Linked DNA regions of Mus musculus: all the other regions are linked to region 4. A link is a contact called in public HiChIP or PLAC-seq data. All regions are on one chromosome and are shown on one strand. Each heading gives the region's core, a stretch centred on a gene start, on an enhancer-like site or on the middle of the called end of the contact. The rest is flanking DNA. Distances are from core to core; before and after follow the strand shown. Region 1 has its middle 51 kb from the start of Gclc. Region 2 has its middle 37 kb from the start of Klhl31. Region 3 has its middle 30 kb from the start of Gclc. Region 4 has its middle 9.3 kb from the start of Gm23609.

What was found. HiChIP or PLAC-seq counts read pairs in DNA pulled down with a chosen protein or histone mark.
Region 1: an HNF4G HiChIP or PLAC-seq map of pancreatic cancer cells shows a contact between it and region 4. The contact joins two enhancer-like sites. A contact is called at or near these places in 1 of 39 promoter capture datasets (liver), 1 of 484 Hi-C or Micro-C datasets (cortical neurons) and 2 of 115 datasets of contacts at active chromatin or transcription factors (hepatocytes and pancreatic cancer cells).
Region 2: a FOXA1 HiChIP or PLAC-seq map of pancreatic cancer cells shows a contact between it and region 4. The contact joins two enhancer-like sites. A contact is called at or near these places in 2 of 39 promoter capture datasets (the 3T3-L1 cell line and embryonic stem cells), 1 of 15 datasets of contacts at CTCF or cohesin (large pre-B cells), 22 of 484 Hi-C or Micro-C datasets (the AML12 cell line, B cells, the Ba/F3 cell line and 15 more) and 3 of 115 datasets of contacts at active chromatin or transcription factors (cardiomyocytes, memory CD8 T cells and pancreatic cancer cells).
Region 3: a FOXA1 HiChIP or PLAC-seq map of pancreatic cancer cells shows a contact between it and region 4. The contact joins two enhancer-like sites. A contact is called at or near these places in 1 of 39 promoter capture datasets (liver), 1 of 484 Hi-C or Micro-C datasets (cortical neurons), 3 of 115 datasets of contacts at active chromatin or transcription factors (acute myeloid leukemia, epiblast stem cells and pancreatic cancer cells) and 1 of 9 other capture datasets (embryonic stem cells).

What each region holds. Positions count from the first base shown.
Region 1 is chr9:77,701,112-77,705,824 of GRCm38.p6, reverse strand. No RefSeq gene overlaps it. Among named protein-coding and RNA genes, the nearest start is that of Gclc, 51 kb to the left of the region's middle. Within about 2 kb of position 1,519, at least 26 of the 459 cell types and tissues checked have an H3K27ac peak or open chromatin away from gene starts, as enhancers often do. A contact at or near this core is called in pancreatic cancer cells, where this site is marked.
Region 2 is chr9:77,671,780-77,676,050 of GRCm38.p6, reverse strand. No RefSeq gene overlaps it. Among named protein-coding and RNA genes, the nearest start is that of Klhl31, 37 kb to the right of the region's middle. Within about 2 kb of position 2,745, at least 12 of the 459 cell types and tissues checked have an H3K27ac peak or open chromatin away from gene starts, as enhancers often do. A contact at or near this core is called in pancreatic cancer cells, where this site is marked.
Region 3 is chr9:77,721,783-77,726,445 of GRCm38.p6, reverse strand. No RefSeq gene overlaps it. Among named protein-coding and RNA genes, the nearest start is that of Gclc, 30 kb to the left of the region's middle. Within about 2 kb of position 2,090, at least 16 of the 459 cell types and tissues checked have an H3K27ac peak or open chromatin away from gene starts, as enhancers often do. A contact at or near this core is called in liver and pancreatic cancer cells, where this site is marked.
Region 4 is chr9:78,021,149-78,025,714 of GRCm38.p6, reverse strand. No RefSeq gene overlaps it. Among named protein-coding and RNA genes, the nearest start is that of Gm23609, 9.3 kb to the right of the region's middle. Within about 2 kb of position 2,949, at least 175 of the 459 cell types and tissues checked have an H3K27ac peak or open chromatin away from gene starts, as enhancers often do. A contact at or near this core is called in liver and pancreatic cancer cells, where this site is marked.

The DNA of each region.
Region 1 (4,713 bases), core at 270-2,769, 320 kb after region 4:
GGGTATTTAGGGGAGCCCCTTCCGATGATGGAGGAGAAACAAGAGGTTAGAAAGACCCCGGCCTTGAGACTGTTTATGAACATGCCAAATAATTATACTTCGAGGGGGTATTGTTTTATGAGACCCAGCAGGTTCATGGGGAGACACTGGCAAGGGACATGAGAGAGCCTTCCTAGAAAAGGAGAAGAGACACATTCTTTCTTGAATGGAGTGGTAATGTAATGAGCACAGAAACCCTCCAGCTCTACATCAGCACATGTGGTATGGATGCTATGGTTTTTTTTTTTCATGTTTATATTGCTGGGATTCACAAAATCGTACCCCATAATGTCATTTTGGCATGCTAGGTTGGAGGAGTGGTCTTAGAGATCATCCCTTGAGTCCCACACCCTTTATCCCAGCTCTCCCACAGGCACAGGAAAGGAGTTACTCTGCATTAAGACCAGACCCATGGAAAATCACAACTGCCTTCCATTCTCATGAAGGAAGATCATAGTCTATCAAAGTGCATCCACACAGGGGTGGACTCTGTCCCAAGATAGCATCTTGCTTTCTGGCTCATTCAGATTCCAGAGAGTCACTTTATAATCTCATCTCTATCTCCAAGCCTCTTCATTCCCTTGATAATCATTTACTATCCTTCTAAATTGCCTCTATTTCCACCAGGTTTTTTTTTTTTTCCTCTATGGAGAAGAGTATACAGGTCTCACTGGGTTAGTGGGGAATCACACTCCTGAGCCTTACTGAGATAGCGAGGAGTCACACTAACATCTGAACCTCATTGGCTCAGTGGAGGCACACTCCCATGACTGCCCCCTGTGCACATCAGCAAACCGCTGTATCACTTCCTCAGATGGCCTCTGGGCTGTCAGTTTATGTCAGTCAACGTTCCGAGGTCCAAGGGATTTCCTTTACCTTTCTACCACCTGAGTAACGAGAAAGGCAATTCAAGTAGCGAAGGAGTGACATCCGGGTGCCCTGTCAAGTGTCACCTGTTTTCTCTCTAGGTTTTCTTTTTCTTTTTAAAGAACTTTTGTTTTGTTTTGCTTATGGCACTGGGAATTGAACCCAGGGCCTAACACTCTAGGCAAGTGTTCTCTCACTGAACTACATCCTGAGCCCTTTTGAGTTTTACACAGGACCTCACTAAGTTGCCCAAGGCTGGCCTTGAGAACAGTCCTAGCCAAGCAGGCCTTGAAATTATGGCCTTCCTGCACCCATCTCCTGGGTAGCTAGGATTACAGGCTTGCCCCATGATGGGTCCAACTTGTAAAAGTTTTCCTGTAAGAATATGTATGGATGCACTATATCAAACCAGTGCTGGGGGCATGGATCATGTATGGTGTTTGGGGTATTAGTAATCACCCTCCACTGACCTTGCTCAGAGCACACACATTTCATTTTTTTGCCTTCATCATGCATTCTCAGCACTATGACTAAGGATATAGCCAGGTATGACTGAGTCAGACAGCACACCTTTCAGGAGCTGATATTAAGCTTTGTCTTTATAGCTCCAATGTCTGAGCTTTAGCCCAATGCAGCTTAGAGTTGTCACAGTGAGTCAGCAAGAGCTTAAATGCTCAGTGTAAACCAGGAACACATTCCTGTCGGAAGGAAATGGGATCGTTCCTGCCGTTCGGCTAGCTCCCTTGGCTTTTACATCTATTTGGAGGACCACCTGATCCACAAGTAACCAGAACAAATGCATTCCCTGGATTGACAATGCTTTCCTAGCAGGCAGTTGGCTATGGCGACAGGTTCTTAATCACTTGCTTTGAGATGATCTAAGGCAATCGTGCGTGTAGAGAGTAATGCTGGCTTCTTTCTTCTTCTTTTGCTGAAGTTTCCTTTACAGTGGGCCAGCAGCTCTCCTCCCTCTGCAGACTCTGGTGCCTGTGGATCCCTCACGACTGCACTTTTACTTCAGTCATGACACTCTTCATGCCATGTAGCTCCTTGGCCGTCCAAACCCTCAAAAACTTACACTACCAAAGAAACGCTTCTCTTAAACTTTCCCGACTTCAATAGTCCTCTTGGGATTTATGTAAACTTTTTATTTGTTCCCAAAGACGTAAGTTCCCCCAAGTGGTGGATACTAGCTAAGTATTGATTGAAGTGACTTATGATGAAAAATGAAATATTTACTTCTGTCAGCTGAGTAAATATTTAATTTGCTTAAGCATGATTATGGGCATTGCCATTTCCTGCTTTCAGGGAAATGTTGTCTGTTCATAACTTGTTCCTCTGGGTTTTCCTTTCCTACCTAGCTCAGATATAGTTTATGAGGTGTATGGAGTTAAATAAGGCAGCATACCTCTACTTAAAATAAGGAAAACAAAACCCAAGTTCCTACAGCCAACACAGAACACTCACCCCTATCTGCCAAAGTTCACAGTGTTTCCTATGGGAAACAACCATCTCAGTGCAACTCTGACACTGTCTAGCTAGAGGTTGGATCTTGAAAGTAAAGTGCTTTTTGAGACTGATCCATTTGTGACACCAAATAACACAGCAGAGTACTATATGTCCTTCTACCATTAGCTATAGACCAGGGCCCCGTCACTATCTCCATGGATTTAATTAATTTGCTAGCAAGGCTCGTAGGACTTATGCTTACTGGCTTATTGTAAATACAGAAGAAGACCCAGACAAAAGTGACACAAAGGACAGGGTACATAGAAAGAGAGTTGGAACTTCTCTGTGCTCTCTGGGCCTACAGGTGCCTTCATAGGTTTAGTACGCATGCATATGTGTGTTTGTGTATGCATGTGTATGTGCACATGTATGCATGTATGTGCTCATGTGTGCATGTGTGTGTGTGTATGTATGTACTCACATCTCAGGTGTCTTCCTCTACCACTCTCTACCTTAATTTTTGGAGGCAGACTCTTTCTTATTAAACCTAGAATTCCCTGTTTGCTTCCAGGAGCTGGCCAGTGGGCTCTGAGCATCCTCCTGCCTCTGTCTTGTTGAGGTGTGCACTACTATGCCTGCCTTTTTATGTAAGGGCCGAGGATCAGAACTCAGGCCCTCCAGCTCCAGCAGCAGGCCCCGCTCACTCAGTCATCTCTATGGCCTCTTTAGATTCTTATTGACCCGGTTGATCAAATCGTCTGCCACTGTAAGAGCTTAGCCTGAAGCGCCTCTCCTTTCCATGGAGGAAGAGGCTAGGGCCTAGAACCAAAAGTTCCAACTCTCTAATCATACTTAAGTCTTTCCAGTACCCACCCTTCCTCATTCTAATCGCATCTAAGAGCCCTTAGCCACCAGCCGTCTTGGCACACAAAAGGACTTTGTCACTCTATAGGTCCCCAAAATATCTAGGAGCTGAATGTCAGGAAACAGGGAGGAAGAATGAGCATATGTGTCATCATAACCACAGACTTCTCACCATAAATCCCAGGTACTCATTGTGGTTTTTTTTTTTCTTTTTCTTTTTTTTTCCAACTTGGCACAAGCTAAGTTGGGAAGAGGTATATTCAACAAAGAAAATTCTTCTATCAGATTAACCTATAGGCAAGACTGTGGGGGCGTTTTCTTGATTATTGATTGATAATTAATAGATGGCTCTGGATTGTATAAGAAAGCAGGTTAAATGTGGAATAAAGAACAAACCAGTAAGCAGTATCTTTTCATGGCCTCTGCTCCAGTTCCTGCCTTCAGGTCCTGCCCTGGCTTGTCTCCATGATAAACTACAAGGTGAGGTTCTATCCCTACACCCCAAGTTGCTTTGGTCTTGGTGTTATGTCGCAGCAATAGAAAGAAAACTAAGACACCTACCAGGCAGAATGCTTACAAAGCAGTGGATGAGGTTACCTAAGAGAGAAGGAGCTGAGAACTTTTGCGGTACCAGACTGCTGGGGTGAGATTACAGGCTCCGTAGGCTAGCAATGTGGTAGCGCCAAGTTCTCTTTGCCTCAGGTTCTCTGTGGGAAAATGGGGATGGCCGTCATACTGTCCTTCTCTGCTGCTACGAAGGATAAATGGCATTGTGTACAGAGCAAGTGCTGTCTAAGCAAAATTTGCTTTGAAGTTTAACACTGACTATGTATTGTGAATCATGATAATGGGTTACAAGGGGTGCATTCTGGAATGTTGGAGTCACACACCGTTATCACAGAGCTTCAGCTACTGAGGCAAAGCAAACTCCCGAAGGGTGGAGGACAGTGAACCTGGATGCTGCTGTAACTCTGCCCACTTCAAAGATGGTGCCATCTGGGGTGAGAGGGTGAGGTGGGGGTGGACTGAGGAACTCTTTAAACCAAAGCTAGCTACAAGGTGAGACAACATGTGTGACCTTGTACTGGCTTCCTGACTGCTATAGAGTGTGCTGAAAAAAATCAGAAACATCTGAATAGGACCTATTGGCTACATAACAAAATTAAATTTCCTAATTTTGATAATTGCAATGTGATTATTTTTAGAGAGTGTACTTACCAGGAAACATGCAATGAAGTATTTAAGTATAAAGTGGCGTAATGTCTACAACTTACTCTGACATGATTCAAGGGAAAGAAGGTGTGTGTGTGTGTGTGTGTGTGTGCATGTGTGCATGTCTGTGTATGTGTGTGGAAGTACGGAAAAAATGTCAGAGACTAAGAAAGTGAAATGTGGCAAGATGGTAGCTGGTAAGGGGCATTAAAACTTCTACCTAGCATTTTATTTCACTAATTTTCACTAAATTGAAATTATTTCAAAGGGAAAAGTGGAAAC
Region 2 (4,271 bases), core at 1,496-3,995, 350 kb after region 4:
TCTCTTTTTTTATGTTTGGGAAGTTTTCTTCTATTATTTTGTTGAAGATATTAGCTGGCCCTTTAAGTTGAAAATCTTCATTCTCATCAATTCCTATTATCCGTAGGTTTGGTCTTCTCATTGTGTCCTGCATTACCTGGATGTTTTGAGTTAGGATCCTTTGCATTTTGTATTTTCTTTGACTGTTGTGTCGATGTTCTCTATGGAATCTTCTGCACCTGAGATTCTCTCTTCCATTTCTTGTATTCTGTTGCTGATGCTCGCATCTATGGTTCCAGATCTCTTTCCTAGGGTTTCTATCTCCAGCGTTGCCTCGCTTTGGGTTTTCTTTATTGTGTCTACTTCCCCTTTTAGTTCTAGTATGGTTTTGTTCATTTCCATCACCTGTTTGGATGTGTTTTCCTGTTTTTCTTTAATGATTTCTACCTGTTTCCTGTGTTTTCCTGCTTTTCTTTAAGGGCCTGTAACTCTTTAGCAGTTCTCTCCTGTAATTCTTTAAGTGACTTATGAAAGTCCGTCTTGATGTCCTCTATCATCATCGTGAGAAATGTTTTTAAATCTGTGTCTAGATTTTCGGTTGTGTTGGGGTGCCCAGGACTAGGTGGGGTAGGAGTGCTGCGTTCTGATGATGGTGAGTGGTCTTGATTTCTGTTAGTAGGATTCTTACGTTTGCCTTTCGCCATCTGGTAATCTCTGAAGCTAGCTGTTTTAGTTGTCACTGTTAAGAGCTTGTTCTTCAGGTGACTCTGTTAGCCTCTATAAGCAGACCTGGAGGGTAGCACTCTCCTTGGTTTCAGTGGGCAGAGTATTCTCTGCAGGCAAGCTCTCTTCTTGCAGGGCAGGTACCCAGATATCTAGTGTTCGAACCAGACTCCTGGCAGAAGTTGTGTTCCACTCACTAGAGGTCTTAGGATCTTGTGTGGAATCCTGTGTGGGCCCTTGCGGGTGTTGGGCAAGACTCTGCTGGCAGGTAGCCCGGGGCTCGAGTGGAGTGGAAGGGGTTTGTGCCCCAGATCAAGCCCGGGTAGCCTGCTTCCCTATGTACGGCAGTCTTAGGTTCCGCGCGATTGGATTGGGGCAGGCGCCGTGTTCCACTCACCAGAGGTCTTAGGATCCCGTGGGGAGTCCCGTGTGGGCCCTTGCGGGTGTTGGGCAAGACTCTGCTGGCAGGTAGCCCGGGGCTCGAGTCGAGCGGAAGGGACTTGTGCCGGTTTCTTTTAAAAACACAGAAATATTATAAGTTTTAAAATTTTTGCTTTAATCCCACGTTTGGAATACGGGGCTGCTTCAGATAGCAGCTGACTATGATTTACTTCGTTTTCAATCAGGGGTGTGATCTTGCTACCTACAGAGAGTTCTGGGGAATGTGTGACAGATCTTCTGGGGACTCTTCAGAGGGTATTTCAATGCTAGGGCCCCAAGAGGTGGTGGTCTTGCTATTGGTGCATTGTTGGTTGTTGGTCAGTTGCTGTTGATTGCTGTGGGTTGTGGTTTGTTTAAATAGAAGAAATTAGATATCCTGATGGTGAAAATCAAAATTTCCCCAAGGAACTTGAGGCCATTTATCAGCAGGAAGTAATCTAATGATAATGTCACCCCCTTTCCTCTCTGTCCTTTTTCTCTTCTCCTACCTAGTATTAGGGGGTTGAAAGGATGGAAGAAAAGGGCGGAAGAGAAAAGAACCCACAAAGTAGCCAAAAGTCTGGCTACATTCCTGAGTAATTAAGAGCTCAGAGCCAAGGCTGGGAAATTGCTGCAAGCCCCTGTCACTAGAATAATTTCAGAGATCCATTAATAATTACTAGTTCTGGCTTCCAAGAAGTCAGAGAGAGTAGCTAGAAACTGAGCCCGAGCTCTGAGGGCACTGATGCAGCACAGAGCTCTGAAAGCTTCCAGTTCCAGAGTGCAGAGACTTAATACCATAAAATCAGAGTGCCTCTGGCACAAGTCCTTGGAGATGTACTGAAAAGTCCTTGAGTGTCATTAGCACTCATAGTTCAGGGCTTCTAAAACTAACTGGACTATTTTGTATGTTCATGTTTTCTAGCTAAGTAGAGCAGAGTCAATCTCAACCAGTTGGTGACACTAAGAATTCAAGATCTTAATTGCTTAAGATTTGCTCAAAGGCCCAATGTTAGTGACTCCAAGACTAGAAAAATTCATCTTTGAGCCCACAAAGAAGTCAAAATTTCAAGGAGTATACTCCCAGGACACCACGGGAGATATGCACAGGGTAGTTAGCTCATTCCAAAAAAGGAGGAATAGGGAAATTAAATAGATGGATCAAGAGGTTGTGAAACTCAACAGGCAAAATATTAAATCTCAAGCAACTTGTCTGACATGTGGGTCAATCTGTGGAATGATACTTGCTCCCAGATGGAGCCGACACAGTTATTTCCTTGGATATATTTTCCACACTGACTTCAGTTCCTATTCTCAGGACACTGGTTGTGCCAGCCACACCTCTACCTCCCCAGCCTTTCCACTGAAGCTTCAACTACATTGCTTCATTCTTGTGGATCCAGTACGCATCACTCTACGGGGAAAGTGCAGATACTTTAAGCCTGTATCACATGGCCAGGCTCCCAAACTTTTTTTTTTATTTTTGAAAAAAAGAAAAAAAAAACAGTTTGGCAAACTTAGCAACTTAGGTTCGGGGTTCATGGAATATAACAAAGCTTAGTATTGTTTGAACTTCTGAATTTATGGCTGGTGCTCATATGACTCATTATAGAGGCTACTGTGACCTCATAACTCTTGCCTTTCACAAACCTCCGAAAGTAGAGTGTGGTGTGGGCAATGCCCAAGTCTGCTCCCACTGGGAAAACTATGTGGATCTTCCTGCATTGTAACAGCTGTGGCCTGTGCATTGGCAGGTGAATATTGAAGCAGTTCTAGATGAACAGGGTACTCGTGAGCTCCTTGATGAACTGATTCTGCTCTGGACTGTGGTTTGAATGTGAAATGGCTTCCATGGGTTCCTGTGTTTGGACACTTGGTTCTCAGTTGGTGGTGCCATTCTGTGTAGAAAGAATGAATGGCTGTTGGAGATGGGTCACAGGAAGTAGGTCTTTGAAAGTTACAATGTAGCCCTGCTTCTGGCCTGAGATCTCTGTTCCTTGTCTTAGTTAGGGTTTCATGGCCGTGAAGAGACACTGTGACTAAGGCATGTTGACATGTGGGTCAATCTGTTGAAGGATATTTGCTCCCAGATGGAGCCGACATAGTCCTTTCCTTGGATATATTTTTCACACTGCCTTCAGTTTCTACCCTCAGGATACTGGATATTGTTGCCACCTCTATTTTCCTAACCTCTTTTGAAGGCAAACTTTTCATTGGGGCTGGCTTACAGTTTCAGAGGTCCAGTCCATTATCATTATGGTGGGAAGCATGGCAGTGTACAGGCAGGCATGGTGTTGGAGGAGCCAGAGTTCTTCATCTCTATTCAAAGGCAGCCAGGTGGAGACTGTCTTGTCCAGGCAGCCAAGAAGTCAGGGGGAGGCTCTGCTCCACATTGAGCAGAGATTGAGCACTCCACATAGCAGCCCATTACCATCTGTTACCCCAGGCTCAGGAGATCTGATTCTTTTATAAGAATGCTTCAAGCATGCATGTGATAAGAGACATACAAGCAGACAAAATATCCACACACAAAGGAGACCTCAAAGATTGCCTACATAGTGAGACACTTCCTCCAACAAGGCTACACCTATTCCAACAAGGCCACACCTCCTACTACTGCCACTTGCCATGGGCCAAGCATATTCAAACCACCATATTCCTCATCTGCCAAGCTGTGTGGCAAGCTACTGCTGCTATGGATTGAGATGCCTTGTTCTCCCCACTATGATGGGCTTGTAGCCTTCAAAACTGTGAGCCATAATAAGTCCTCCTTCTATTAAGTGTTTCTATCATGTACCTTATCACAGTGACAAAAAGGGTAACACAAAAGTCTTTGGAACAAATCAATAATGCTACACTTTAAAAACTCATTTTTTTGTGTGTGGATATTTTGTCTGCTAGTATGTCTCTTACACATGCATGCTTGAAGCATTCGTATAAAAGAATCAGATCTCCTGAGCCTGGGGTAACAGATGGTAATGGGCTGCTATGTGGAGTCTGGGCATACGACCTGGGTCACCTGGAAGGACAACCAGTGTTTTTAACCACTGAGCCATCTCTTTGGCCCCAGTGTCAAACTTTTGAACCTGTGATGAGTGGGTGATTGTGATGGTTTGAATTAGAATGTCCCTCACAGGCTCATATATTTG
Region 3 (4,663 bases), core at 841-3,340, 300 kb after region 4:
GTCACAGACAGCTCTTGACTAGGAACCCAGCAGATGTGTTGGTTGTCTCTATGATGTTTTCTATCTGTCACTCTGTGACCCAGTGTCTGTTTCTGTGCTACCATGCCAACCAAATGCTTCTGACTCACACAGAACTCTGTAATGCTGAACTAAATGGGCCCTTTCTAGCTCTGTCCCAGCCTTTCTGCAGGATGGCTCTAGAATGCAAATCCTGGTTGTATGCTTCTCCTGTGGTATAGCTCTTCAATGGCATTTGCCGTGGTGAATTATTCAAATGTACATCAGGGAATGTCCCAGTGTGCTTAACTTTCCAGCTGTTGCTTCTCAATGTTTTCTTTTTACCGTCTAGCCAATTTGATTTCTTTGTTTCTTTGTCAGTAACCATTGGGTTTAATAATGTATTTTTACCAAAGAATATGAAAAATTATGATTACATCATCATGTTATTGCATAAAAGTTAATGAGATGTTTCGCTGTTTTCTTATGAGATCTTTGAAATCCAGTGTATCATTTATATGTTCAGTTGGCTTCAACTTTCACTAGCATATTTAAGTACCAATAACCCTGAGTGGCTTAGTGGTTACACTGAAGCTCTTCCTCCTTCTGAGTTGTTAAATATTAGTCAGGGGCCGGGCGGTGGTGGTGCACGCCTTTAATCCCAACACTTGGAAGACAGAGGTCTACAGAGAGAGTTCCAGGACAGCCAGGGCTATACAGAGAAACCCTGTCTTGTTTTTTGAATAATAATAAAAAAAAGTATTAGTCCGAGAACCCTCCTCTGTCTCCTCCTCAGTACTTCCCCATTTCAAGGAACTCACGCTCCCGAATCTTCTGTTTCTGAAGCAGTACCCCTGTTGAAATGTTGAAACGTTGACCCCATTGCTATTTTTATTTTGTCAGATAGAATTTTCCTTGAAGCTGTTAAGAATAATCAATGTTCTGAAGAACTTAATCTACAAACGCCAGGAAGGCATGGAGCTATGAGAGCAGATGTATGCACAAATTTAAAATATCCATCCAGTTTAAGAACAGCCTAGGCTATAAACCACCCATATCAATAGGAGCTTCTAGTGCTGGATAACTTCTCTATTTCTCACAGCCTAGGGTCTATATCTACTTTGTAGTTTATAACAATCATATAAATAGTACCAAATTTCTTTACCATTATAATTTTAGTTTTGAGTTGCCGATGTTTAGACTCTAAATTTTAATTTCTAATACATCTTTGAAAAATATTTTTTTGCTCTGCAAGAATTTTTCATCTTCCTGTTTACTCAGCGATTTCACTTCCAGTTGTCTAATGTGTACATAATGGTTCTAATTTATAGCCAAATATAATACTTCTTTTCTTTGCTGATGGGAATTGAATACAACCAAGAGATAAGAGATTGAAGAAATATTTGCTTCTTGTAGAAAGTAAGGAGAGTCCTGGAAGTGGTACTCAAAGCAGTGACTCACCAACAAGGATCCTAGGGGTTTTTCTTGGAGGAAACTTCTGTATATTCGCATATAAAGGATTGATTATCACGGGTAGTGGTGGCACCTTCCTGAGCATGCTCAGTTTGAAGTCATTCATTTACTGTTTTATTTTATTTTTTTTTCAAAGACATATTTCTGGAATCTGAGGTCTAGTCAGTTAGCCTCTTCTATACCAGGGGACAGTAGTTAGGAGAAAGGAATTGGTGTTCAAAGCCATCCCAGTGAAGACAGGAGCCTCTCTATCTCTGGGTTGTTGAGTGCTTTAGTTGGAAAACAAGAGGCGGGAAGTCCATGTTCTGGGCAGGTCTTAGCCAGAAACGTGTCTGCTTTTCTCTTCAGCAAGAACTGCACAGTGGACTCTTCTATTTACTATAATTCTACGAAGGGCTTTTTTTTTTTCAGTAAGTAGAATTATGCAGTGGTGGATTGCAAAAGGAAAAGATGCGGAACAAAGGAGTTTCAAGGAAAGCTCCGTTTTACTTCAAGGAAAAGCCAGTGGGGGGAGAATTCAGGATTCCAATTAATGGTTGACTTTTGGACACCCTGAAAGGGCAGGGCAGGTTGACTCAGCCATTCAGATGGTTCCTTTTTCTCCCGAGAGCCTAATCAAACAAAAACAAACTCTGAAGAAATATGATCATTACCAAAGGCAGCGGGTTCCTCCTGCACTCCAAATAGCACAGGTGATTGTCTCGAAAAGTACCTGCTTTTCCACAAACAATTTTGTGGAAGGAAAGATCACAGTTGGAAAGGCTAGATGAGGCTGCATTGGAAATTTATTTATTTCTTTTATGTGGAAAGGTATATAGTTGCTTGTAACAGTTCCCTTTGCCCTAATTCCACCCACTTTTCCCTCAAAAAGTTACTAGAACCAAGAAGACTACTTTTCAAAGTCTACATGTGCAGCTATTACTGGTGGTCCAGACTGAGCAAATGAAGGGTCAGGGGAATTTCTTTTTTTCAAATATTCATTTGTAGTCACACATTTCTAAACATGTAGAAATACACATCTATTTTGGTGTCAGCCAATATGTCTACAAAGGATTGAGGTGCAATTTGAGAGATATGTAGGGCTGGAAGAAAAGTCATATATCTAATGATTGGTGAGTATTAGGGACATAATGATTTATGGTTGGTGAGTATTAGGGACACTTTGGGCTCATCTGGCACCAACAACCATTGTTACTGGAGTCATTAGAGTCAAACCCTTGAACTTATAAGTCCTATTGAGTCACTTAATCACTTGGCCACTGGCTCTCGCTAGGCCAATTCAACAGCAGTAGTGAAAAAGCAACAAAAGATGTATTCAGTGTGGCCACACTGGGGGAGAAGAACAAGGAGTGACCATTGCTGGCCCTAGTCTAGTTTCAGGGACCTAACATGGGGTTTGAGTTTAAAGGGTTGCATATCTAAGCAGTTCTTACCAGGATGTAGCCCATCATTATTATCTGCTCCAGTACCTCCTGTGAGGTGGTCTTATGACGAGTTGTCCGAAATCATTCCCCAAGAAACATGCTCCTGGTTGGTACTAGGGCCCCAGCCTTTTCTTTCTCCTAGCTTGAAACTCGGGGGAATTCCAACCTCTTGGACTCTGCTGTTTCGATAGATAGCCAAAAGGAGGGACCCAATCATCTCTCTGTCACTTTCTCTCTCTCTCTCTCAAGATGTACTGCTTATATTGGATTAATTCTGATGGGAAGACTCACCATAAACATTGTCAATACCATACAATGGGCTGTATGCCCTGTACTGAATAAATAATAAGGACCTGAGCTAAGCACGAATATTCATCAGTCTCTGCTTTCTTAGTGTGGATGTAGCGTGCCCAGCTGCCTTCTGCTCACCAAGCTAGCCTTCCCTACCATTATGGAAGATACTGTGTATCTTTGAACTACAAACCAAATTAAGCCTCTCCCTTACTTGCTTCTTGCTAGGTATTTTGTTAGAGCAATAAGAAAAGTAACTAGTGAAATAAGCAGATCTTTTCTCAGACTTCCCTTAGGGAAACCACAGCTAAGCTCAGGAAAGAGAGTAGCAAGAATGGGGGAGGATCTGCTAGATGGTCCAAGCTCATCTCTGGCTTGGTGGTTACTGCGGTAGTGAATGGAAATAGAGAAAATAAAGTATCAGCAAAATACTAGAGTAGGCAGAAGATAGGTTTGCTTTTGTGCATGCTAAGTTGAAGAGATGTGTAGGTGGTTATTTAACAGATAGTTGAAAATATGAACCTGGAACTTGGTGGCAGGGTCAAGGCTCAGGGAAAAATTGGTGACTATGGGTACCCAGCTTCTTACACTGTGTACTGCTATTCTATCTGAAGCCTCTTATCTTAACTGAATGTAGTGCTGTGGAAAACTTGGCATCAGTTAGAGGTTTCTGAATGTGCAATGACCAAAGGTTAATTCAAAGGCAAATGTGTAATTAATGTGTTTCTGGGAGTGCTTGTCCATATTGCATTATATAACTTCACTATAGCCTTGGCTCTGAGCACAGAACATAGGTGCTTTGCACAGCACATGCCGGTCACATTACATAACACCAATAAACTATAACATCAGTCAACACTGCCTGAAACACTTTGATTCCAATTTGAGATTATTATATTTTTTGAACTGCAGAGTTTTGTTTTTGTTTTTAACTGTACATTAAAAATTGTCTTCTCTTACAGAGATACAGTGGTTTACTGTAGAAAACAAAGATCATGTTTTCAACTATTGTCCTTCAGTGTGTATTAAGGAGGGTAGCTTCGGACTGTTTTGCCAAGAATATTTGATTATAAAGGCTGCTTGGTGTGTGACAATTAGTTTTTCCTTTCCTTTCCTTTCCTTTCCTTTCCTTTCCTTTCCTTTCCTTTCCTTTCCTTTCCTTTCCTTTCCTTTCCTTTCCTTTCCTTTCCTTTCCTTTCCTTTCCTTTCCTTTCCTTTCTTCCTTCCTTCCTTCCTTCCTTCCTTCCTTCCTTCCTTCCTTCCTTCTTTCTTTCTTCTTTCTTCCTTCTTTCTTCTCTCTCTCTCTCTCTCTCTCTCTCTCTCTCTCTCTCTCTCTCTCTCTCTCCATGAATTTAAAGGAGAGCAGAGAGGGATATATGGGAGAGTTTGGAGGAAGGAAAGGAAGGAAGGAAGAAATTAAATTATAATCTCAAACATTTTTAAAAGGGAGGAGTGAGTAAATAGGAATAAAAAGTTGA
Region 4 (4,566 bases), core at 1,700-4,199:
CATTCAAGTTATGTCTAAGGAATCTAAAAACCACCACCCTTTAACACCGTTCAGAATGTCGCCTCCAATGAGGTTTGAGAGTAAGGATTCCCTCTGTGAGCCAAGTTGAATGGTGGATGTAAGGGGTACCGTTTAGATTCAGGAATAAGGGAATTGGTAGAAACTCAAGATTACCTCATTTGGGCCCTAAGTAAGCACAATGTTAGTTGCTGTCCTTAATCTCTTTTGGAAAATTTGTATTGACTCTGTGAGCAATTTGGGCTTCATCAGTGGAACCTGAAGCTTACTGCCTTTCGCAGAAAAACAAGCAAACAAGCAAACAAACAAACGAAACTAAGAAACAACTAAAACAAAACAACTCACCACTACCACCAACAAAAACCAGATCAGATTAGCGGCTCTTCCCTCATCCAGGCCACTGTAATTCCCATCTGTCCTGCCTTAGTACTTCAGAACTACCACCAACCTTGACGTACACACACACACGTGCACACACACACACCTTTTCATCTTCTCTTCTAATTTCTCTTCTTTAGCTAAGTTATGGCCTCTGTATGACTTCATTAAAGAGCAAATGGACTAGAGAGCTGAGACTTATTGTACTAAAGTAACAGTGGTCCAGACTGCATCTTCAGCCACCCTGATGCAGTCCAGGAGACTAACAGTTGCCTGCTGTACACCGGACCCTCCAGCAGACGGCAGTATTAAACCAGGATTAAAAGATGATGATAAGGTATGCCTGAGGGGCAGAGCCCTCACCTGCCACTGACTAGGTCAGAAGGCTCCTCCTCACCCACATAAAAAGAAACAAAGAGATGAAACTAAATGCCGTTTTACTTGTGGCAAATAGTTTTCCATTCTCTGAGGTCATATAAGTTCCTTTTCCAGGGGAGAAGAGAATGGTGAGTTTCACATGCTTTCTCTCATATGCTGAATCTAGATTTATACACACATACACACGCAAGCACATACACACACACATGCACAAACACACGACATGTTCACTCTCACACATACTTCCACACACATGACACATTCATTCATGTAAACATTCACACTTTCCCTTACACAAACACACATACAAAATGGACACACACACACACACACACACACACACACACGGCAATTTTGGAGAAAGAAGGAAGCTGAAGGGGTGCAGATAGTAAGTCAACTAAGAGCAAAGTAAGGACATATGTGCATAATGATGTCATGGTGTGCATAATGATGTCATCAGGAAACCCATACATTTTTGCTTTGCTTTTTTAAAAAAGATGTCCCTAAAGCCAGGCACAGTGTCACATGACTGTAATCTCAGCACTGGGGAGGCAGAAGAATTGTGGTTTCGATGCCAGCCTGGACTACATAGCAAAACTCTATCTAAAAACCAAAAACCAAAAACAAACCCTCACTAATACAAGAGAAATGAGATGGATTTTTGTTTTGGTTTTTGGTTTTTGGTTTTTTGAGACAGGGTTTCTCTGTATAGCCCTGGCTGTCCTGGAACTCACTCTGTAGACCAGGCTGGCCTTGAACTCAGATATCCGCCTGCCTCTGCCTCCCAAGTGCTGGGATTAAAGACGTGTGCCACCACGCCCGGCTGAGATGGATTTTTAATATCATAAGCTCAAGTCAAGCTTTCTGAGTAGTGTAATCGCTAACACAATGCTTTTGCCTGCAGGCCTTGTCACCATGTTTGAAACTCCTGCCTCCTGAGAGTGCAGAGGAGGGAGTGAGTGAGTGGGCTGAAGGACAAGGAAGAAAAAGGAGGCAGGGGTCTGGGTAACACAGCTTGTGCACCCACAGAAGCTGCGGGAGCAGAGGTGAGGGGGCCGGAGGCTGAGGCACAGGTCCGAGTCTTAAATTAGTTAGTGAGTTGCGTCACTGGCTCTGAACCTGACCACCATCTTATCATAGAAAGCACCCCAAGAGGCCACCTTGCTCACAACCAAAACAGTCCCCGTTAGCCTCTACCCCAGACCTATGGTGGCCTTACCGCTTCTGATCTCCCTTGTAGTCAAATAAATTATCTCATTTGCTGTCTTTTCTGAAGAATTTTCAAAAAAAAAAAAAACCCACTAACAATGCATTCATTAGTTGTCTGAACCACATTTCAATTATCTCCCAATCATGTGCAGCTAATGTCTATGGCCTTGGTAAATGGAAACATGTTAACACAGAGAACTTGTGAATGAAAAACAGCCTGTCGCGGTGGGAAACATGGTGAGATGGCTTGCTGACAGCGGTGCTTGCTACCAAGGCTGCCACTCTGAGTTTGATTCCCCGAGTCCTACACGTGGAAGGAAGGAGTCAACTAGTGCAAATTGTCTTTTGACCTTTATATGTATACCTACACATGAATAAAAGTTTTTAATGTTAATGGGATTTTTAAAAAAATGTTTTGATAACAGTGAGTGGTGCTCTGGATGGTCTAAACACCCGTGACAGTCCTCAAGGGGTAAGGTGGACATCGGCTCCTAACGTGCACATACGTTCCAGGGTGTGTAACCGCAACCTAGAATGAGGAGGGGAAGTTGAAAAGAACAGAAAACCCTTACTGAGCAGGTAATCTGGACGTGATTTATCGTGGGAGGGAACAACATTGGCGAGTGATGGTTTGGGCAATTAGGAGAAGCTGTAATAGAAAGATTAGCTAAGGGCTGGAGAGATGGCTCAGTGGGTAAGAGTACCCGATTGGTCTTCCGAAGGTCCAGAGTTCAAATCCCAGCAACCACATGGTGGCTCACAACCATCCGTAACAAGATCTGACTCCCTCTTCTGGTGTGTCTGAAGACAGCTACAGTGTATTTACATATAATAATAAATAAATCTTAAAAAAAAAAGAAAGATTACCTAAGGTCCAAGTTAATAAGTCAACTATCCTTTGAATGTCATAGCCATGGCTGGCTGGCGTAAACTCCTGAAAGGGTCACTTTCATTTCCAGATGCCCTGACCTGGACCATCTCTGATCTGGCACACTGGGGACTCATCAGGATATCCAGTGATGTGGTGGGGGTAGAGGGGGCAAGGAGCTGTCAGAAGTTTTCAGAACAGCCCTAGGGCAGAAAAGCTAATCACACCAGGTCGAACATAAAGTTGTAAAGAGAAATAAAAGCATTCTTGATCCTACAGACTGGACTTTGTCTCCCACCCCACCCCATTAGCCAAATGTAAACCTTATTACATCAGAGCGGTCCTCAACCTTATCTGTGGTTTCAGTTCCCTGCTTAAATATGCTCTGAAATTGTTCAGTGGAAAGTTCTGAGCATAACCGATGCCTGTGCTGGAAACTACATTTTATTCTGAGCAGTATGATGAAATCTGTGTCCTGCCCTGCCCTGCATGGGGTATGAATCACTCCTGCTTCCTGTACACCCGGCTGTGTACACTCTGTGCCCATCAGTCAGCTGGCAGCACCGCCACAGCATCACGGTGCCTCTGTCTGGGTCTGGTGTCCACCTCAGCTTCAAGCATCCACTGAGGCCTTAGAGCCTACCCCTGGAGGAGAGTGGTCGGCAGACAGGAGCCCCAGACCTTTAGACAGCAAAATAACTTAGAGTCAGCCTGCAAGTCGATTCAGTGAGCTGTCACAGGTCCTCCGGACACTGTAACAGATGATATCTCTGGATCTTAATGGGCCAGCCAGGAGGGTCGAGGAGGCAGAAGCACAAAGCCAAAGAGTTTGAGAGACAGAAAGAGGCCACTGCAGCTGGAACATGGGAGATTGGCTCTTAATTTTCCCTTCATGCTTGAGTCTCAGCCAAATATCAGCGGGAGAAGACTCCCCCACCACAGAAGCCAAGCACCCCCACCTCCAGCAAGCCACTTTCCTTCACGGTCTGTCTTCACAGCTCACAATACCTAAGGAGGTTCTAGTGTGTGTGTTCATGGAAAGCGCATCCATCCGCCACCGATGGTCTAGGCCAGGAAGGTAGAGTCCAGAGCTTGCTAAAGGTTTGGATGTTACCTAAGATCCATGGAGGCTGCTGACAGGGAAGTGACTGGTTATTCTCGTTAGGATAGAATACAAGAAACTCTGGAGTTTATGGGCCAAGAGGCTTATTTAACACATAGTTCGGGAGGGTGGAAATCCCAGGCTGGTCAGCCACACGTGGCAAGAGCCTCATGTTCTGTTTTAATAGGTGGAAAAACAAGACCCGTGATATAGAGGACAAAGAACGAGGGTCAGCCTGACCTTACAACAACCTGCTGTCATGGTAACTGACTGGCCCAACAGAGGCATTCATTCCCGCATGGGGAGTGGGATGCCAGAGGAGGCTTTTCTTCCTTCGGACTGTTTGCCTGAGCTGTGGGGTGGTCGGGTTGGGGTGTGGAGAGCAGGAGAGAAGGCAGAGCCTGCAGCTGGGAGCAATTGCACTGAGGCGGAACGAAATTCCCTGTATAAGGAAGAAACCACAAGCTTATCTCTTTGGCAAGAAAAGCCTGAGAGATTTCTGCCACACTCGAGGATCAGACTGCTCCTCTCTGAAAATGTGAGGTCACTGGCTTAGACCTGGAGACCAAAGAAGCCCCCAGACAAGGCTGTGGATTTCAGCAGCTGAGCAGCT